Regions from separate parts of the Gossypium hirsutum genome. Here region 1 is linked to region 2. A link is a contact called in public Hi-C data. All regions are on one chromosome and are shown on one strand. The core of a region is the stretch at or near the end of the contact, and the rest is flanking DNA. Distances in the headings are between cores, read along the strand shown.

Evidence for each region. Hi-C and Micro-C count contacts between places; a contact is called where the count stands out from the background.
Region 1: a contact with region 2 is called in a Hi-C map of leaf, with 1.7 times the contacts expected there. The contact joins the promoter of LOC107919533 here to the promoter of LOC107918358 in region 2. A contact is called at or near these places in 4 of 34 Hi-C or Micro-C datasets (hypocotyl and leaf).

The regions. Positions count from the first base shown.
Region 1 is chrD13:49,728,317-49,731,092 of Gossypium_hirsutum_v2.1, forward strand. It overlaps LOC107919533 (65-kDa microtubule-associated protein 1), which reads right to left and starts at 1,355. Exons shown (of 11, transcript XM_016848977.2): 1 at 1,195-1,355; 2 at 95-143. It also overlaps the pseudogene LOC107919532.
Region 2 is chrD13:49,592,736-49,595,606 of Gossypium_hirsutum_v2.1, forward strand. It overlaps LOC107918358 (chloroplastic import inner membrane translocase subunit TIM22-2), which reads left to right and starts at 1,288. Exons shown (of 5, transcript XM_016847895.2): 1 at 1,288-1,557; 2 at 2,251-2,315; 3 at 2,414-2,486; 4 at 2,581-2,634; 5 at 2,724-2,871. The coding sequence starts at 1,302. LOC107920516 (kinesin-like protein KIN-12F) reads left to right here. Exons shown (of 16, transcript XM_041109022.1): 16 at 1-341. The coding sequence ends at 72.

The sequences.
Region 1 (2,776 bases), core at 105-2,604, 140 kb after region 2:
CAGAGCATTTAATAGACTTTAAGACACATTTATTTTAAATCTTGCAATTTAAAAGGAAAGAACAACCCAGAACTAGACAATTATGAGTATATACCTTCTTGACCAGCTAGAAACAGCACTTTACCAGACTAAATGACATACACCTAGCAGCAGAAGTCGCAACCAATGGAATATCATTAAGTTTGGACAAGTATCAAGAATTAGATTAACTGAAGAATCTCATGGCAATAAACAAGATAAACTTAAAGTGTAAAAAGATATGAATTGGTAAGGGATCCGAATATTGAAATCATATAAAAGAATATCTTAGGCAGTAAAAAGAATGAAGATGCAACCACGGTATTTAGTAAGCACACTAGATAATGTTTCTGAAGTTTGTCTTCGGAAATTGCAATAAGCAGGCTAGTAGGAAGTATCACTGAGTTCAGATCATAGTACAAAAGAAGTAAAAAGAAAAGACTCATCATACATATTGGACCAAAGTGCAATTGATCAATCAAGTAAACTTGCAGAAAATTTGGTTGCTCTTGCTCAAACATTGAAATTTACGAGGAGGACAAAGGAATGCTCAACGACTTCTTGCAAGAAGCAAGGGAAAGTTCTCTTGAATATCTTAATCCAAAACCAATAAAAAATGAATCTGATGGGAGTTTACAAGGAAAAAGAACATGAATATTTTTGTATCTCAGATCAAGAACCAATGTAAACAAAGCCTTAAGTATGATAGAGATATCAGTTTTGATCTATTGAGCTTCCAATATGTTAGCCAAATGTAACACAAAACAAATTTATTAGAAATTTGAAACACTCTGGCCAAACCATCAACATTTTTAAAACAAGTTTTTAGGTTATTTACCTCACATTCCTCAACAAACAATGAAACCCGTACCTTGATTGACCGAAGCCAGGCAACCAGCCTTGAACAAAAACGACCCAGCTTCACAATTTCATTTCTTTCTCAAAATTCACTAAACATTAATCACTTAAAATAGCAAAGAAAACTCAAAGCTCAATTATCCACTAAAAACACACTTTCATGAAACCAACTACAAGGATAACCTCAGATCTTTCTTAAACCCATTACAAAAAAGAAAAGCATACTTTGGTCACATAAAGATCAAAACAAGAGTAAACAAAGCTGAAAATGCAGGAGAGAGAACAATGAAACTGAGGAGAAGAATAAATAAGCCATACCAGATCTTATTTTAAGCAAAGATTTCTGGGTTTTTATTTTACTTCAGATCTAAGGCTTTGATCTTTGCAGAGAGTGGAGTTTGTGAGAGTGAGAGAAGCTTTGAATTTTGATGCAGAGAACAAAAACGATAAATGCGGGCTGTGGGACCCTATAACATATCTAGTTGTCTTGATAAATTATTCTGATCGTTAAGTACCCGTCTTTCTTGTGTTATTTACGAAGATGACACTGTCAGCTTCTAATCCTTTAAATATTTTACTTGTTTGTCTTTGTCTCTTTCTGACTTTTGGGACTAAAAATTATAGTGACTAAACAATGTGAAAATAAATCTCAAACACTTAAAAAGGGTATGTTCACGGTAATGGAATAGAGCTGTAATTGAATAGAGTTGTAATTAATAATTCAATTGTTTAGTTGAATGTAATAGAATAAAACTGAACTGTAATAGTATTCTTGTGTTTGGTTGAATGAAATATGTTGTAATAGCATAAGAAAAAAACTAAAATGACTAGAATATCTTTAGCAGAATTTTTTTAGATAGATGATTATTGTTATTAAATTTTAATAGGATTAAAAAATAATAACTAATTTAATCATTTTTTAAATATAATTATTATTAAAATATGAATTAATACATATTATAACCCTTAAACTAGATAAATATTATTTATTTTATTAATACATATGATTAAATTTAATAATAAAGAATAATTTAATCATATTTTAATATAATTATTATCAAATATAATTTGATAAAATTAAAAATAAATAATTTAATAACATTCTTAATATAATTATTATTAAAATATGAATTAATAAAAATCATAACATAATCTCATGGGATCACAGTTGCCAAATTATAAATATTGATCCAAAAATAATAATTATTCTCTTTTTTATATATATGAAAAATATCAAACATCTATACACCAAACAAGCAAGCAGACTCCTATTTTAACTTCTCTATATTTTTCCCCAAATTAACATCAATTCCAAAAATATTCCCCCAAAAATATCAAAAAAGAAAAAGGGTCCTGCTCTGCCATTCATGTATCTTCAACCTGAATCACTTTCCATACCCCTCATGTTCTTCAATCCTCTTAGTCTCTGTATCATGCCAAAACTCAACAACAAAAACATGAATAATAGCATAAAAAATTATTGCATTGTAGGAAATGTAAAAGAAGAGAAACCAAATCATATATTACCTTCTTAGAACTCTTCTTCTCCTTAACTGCAATCTTCCCATTCTACAGAATTTTTTTTTTGACAAATCTAGCAGGAATTGTTGTGATCAAAGATGCAATATCTTTGACATCAGCTGCTTTCAAAGAAGTCAATGATAGTCTCATCACGGCCTTGAGTAGTGCAATATAGTGATAACTTTTCTGCATAAAAGGATGAATTTAGGCAACGTGAGAACTTCCTCAATACAGTGACAATGCAAGGAAAGAAAGATTGTTAAACTCACCTCATATGGGCAAAGCTTGTGAGAAATAAGCTCAGCATACTGCACAAAGTCACTTTCAGATTTGGGAATAAAATTATCAAGAGTCTTATCATCACCTTTCTTGGAAAATA
Region 2 (2,871 bases), core at 38-2,537:
AGCAGTGCAATTCTATATGATGATCAGGCTTGGAGAGCAGAATTCGGAGCAATATATCAAGAACATTACTAATTCATCTAAAACAAATCTGACCTTACTTCGGTCAGAATGAAGATATGTATACCTATGTTGTTTGTGAGTGTCGGATACGGGTATGTATCTTACACAATTTAATTCTTTTAAAAATGTTTTTTTTTTTTGGTGTGTAAAAGTTACAAGTCAATTTTATACCCATATCCGGATATATATATGTTGGACATGGGTGAGAGCAAGAGGGACACAAACTACTATTCTTGTATTGAATGCATCATCTGATCTCTAATAAATTTTTTTTGAGTCTACGATGTCATGTCAGCAACGCATTCTTTGGGGTATTAATAATAGATTTTCTATTGAAATTTGCCTTTGAAACGTTTTCATGCAGAACTTAAATCTTCAATTTAAAAATTCTTTTTATCTTTTTCTTTTCATTTAAGAAATTATTTCAAATGAGCTATTGCATAAAATTATTTCTTTGGCCTAAAATTATCAATGGTTGTAAGGTTTCTTAAAGGCTATATATGAAAGGAAAAAGAAAGAATTATTTCTCTACGATTATTTATTTAATGGAAAAATATTTTTTTTATAATTAAATAAAATGATGAATTGTAAAGTACTAGTTTTGGGTTGAGTATTTGGATTTTGTAATGGATTGAATTAGTTTTGATTTGGGTTGAATATGGGTAACAAGTTCAAGCTTAGTTATAAAATGATTTGGTGTCCAATAAAAATATTAGGGTAAATTACATTATTAGTCACTAAATTATGTGTAGATTTTTTTATTTTGGCTACTGAATTATTCAAAAGTTTTCGGTTGTTAAAATCGAAAGCTCTCTTCCTCTTCTCTTCTATAGTTTAGTTTTTTTTTCATGAAACAACTTTAGATATTACAAATCTGTGAACAAAAACTCAAACAACTTCTTTTTTCGATTTCTAACACTAATCGTCAAATCAACTTGGATCTAATGTATGTTCTTCTATTCGTCAATGGGTACTAATCTATCGTATTGAACATCGAATCGTCACTTGGAGCTTTTTGGTGGAACTAAAAAAAAAACTTAATAGCGTGGTGACTTGAATAAAATATTTGAATAGTTTAGACATTTCTAATAGTTCAATGACCAAATTGTAACTTTTTTTAGTTAAGTAAACAAAACAAAAACATACCTGTAGTTTAGTGACTAATGGTGTAGTTTGCCCAAAAAAAATATGGAAGCTTCATAAAACGCCGTCGTTTGCAGATAATCAAAACAAAATATCAGATGTCTTGTAAAGAAAAGATAGATAGGCACGTCGAGAAAGGGGGAAAAGGAACTCATAGTAGTTTTTGGACAAAAATGGCTACTTCGGATTCTCCAAACACTTCAGCTGGATCTGATATTGAAACAAACCCTAATCCTAATTCTTCAAAAGCCATAATCCTAACACCATCCAATTCCAATTCCCCTGCCGTATGCCTCTTCCAATTCGCAGGAGACTCCGCCGCCGGTGCCTTCATGGGCTCCATCTTTGGCTACGGTATTATTTTTCTCTTTTCATTGCTAAATATTTTATGATTTTTCCCTCTCTCGGGGTTTTTTTTGGCGTTGTTGGTAAGTTTGGTACAGAACAAATTTTTGGGAATTTTTCCATTGAATTTCTTGGTAAGTTTAGTTTTGATGTTATTTGTGAATTTAGGTTTTTGAAAATTTTAAGTCAGATCAGAACTCTTTTTTCTTTGTGTAATTTTATTTTTTTGCATGAACTTTTTTATTTTAGTACATATGAGTTTAAACTTAGAATATCGTATGTACCGATGGAATATTGATAGTAATTGAGTGGAGAAGATAGTCATTATATCTGAACAGTGGATTATTCTGTTTTTATGCATTTCTAATTGTAATTTAGATTGAATAATTTCCTTTGGCTTCTGTCTTTAAGCTTGAACATTAACCCTTTTGAGAACTTTAGACTTTTAAAAGATTGAGCTATTACGTATTTGATTTTGTGTGAGAAGTAGGATTTTATGCTTTCATTTAGGTTCTTGGTTGTCCTAAAATGCATGTTCAATGTCCTGAAAATTTTGTTTCAAGGTTAGGGCTTGACCAATAGTGGCTGAGCTTTCTTTTGGGCAGTATTTTCGACTAGACCATCTGATCTTTTTTCTGTGGCTCATTGTGTGCCTGAAATCAGGTGTATACTTTAATTTTTCTCTTTCCATGTCTGTCTTAGGGTCAGGATTGATTAAAAAGAAAGGCTTTAAAGGATCCTTTGTGGAGGCAGGATCTTACGCCAAGGTATGAGAATCTCATGATCACAAAATAATGCAATTCTAGTTTTTCCCCTCTTGAGTGAACAAATCTTTCGGTTATATCACATTGTTTTCTCTTTATAGACATTTGCAGTTTTGTCCGGCGTTCACAGTTTGGTTGTTTGCTTTTTGAAGAGGCTTCGGGGAAAAGATGATGGTATGCCTTGTAAAATCGGAGTAACATTGCCTCTTTTTTTTTTTTTTTTTTTGTGCTTGTTTTGCTGATATAGAGTTATTACCATTCTCTGCAGTTATTAATGCCGGTGTAGCCGGATGCTGCACTGGACTTGCTCTAAGTTTCCCAGGTACGAGAATCTCAAGTCTTATTCTTATGTTATAAAAATATCAGTTTCAGTTTGAACCTCATTTTGGCTTGAAATGGTTGGTTATGCAGGTGCACCTCAGGCACTTCTACAGAGCTGTCTCACCTTTGGGGCATTCTCATTTATCATCGAAGGGCTTAACAAGCAGCAGCCAGCATTGGCACATTCATTTTCTGCGAGAAACAAGAGTGCACACCACAAGGGACCTCGTCCTTTAGC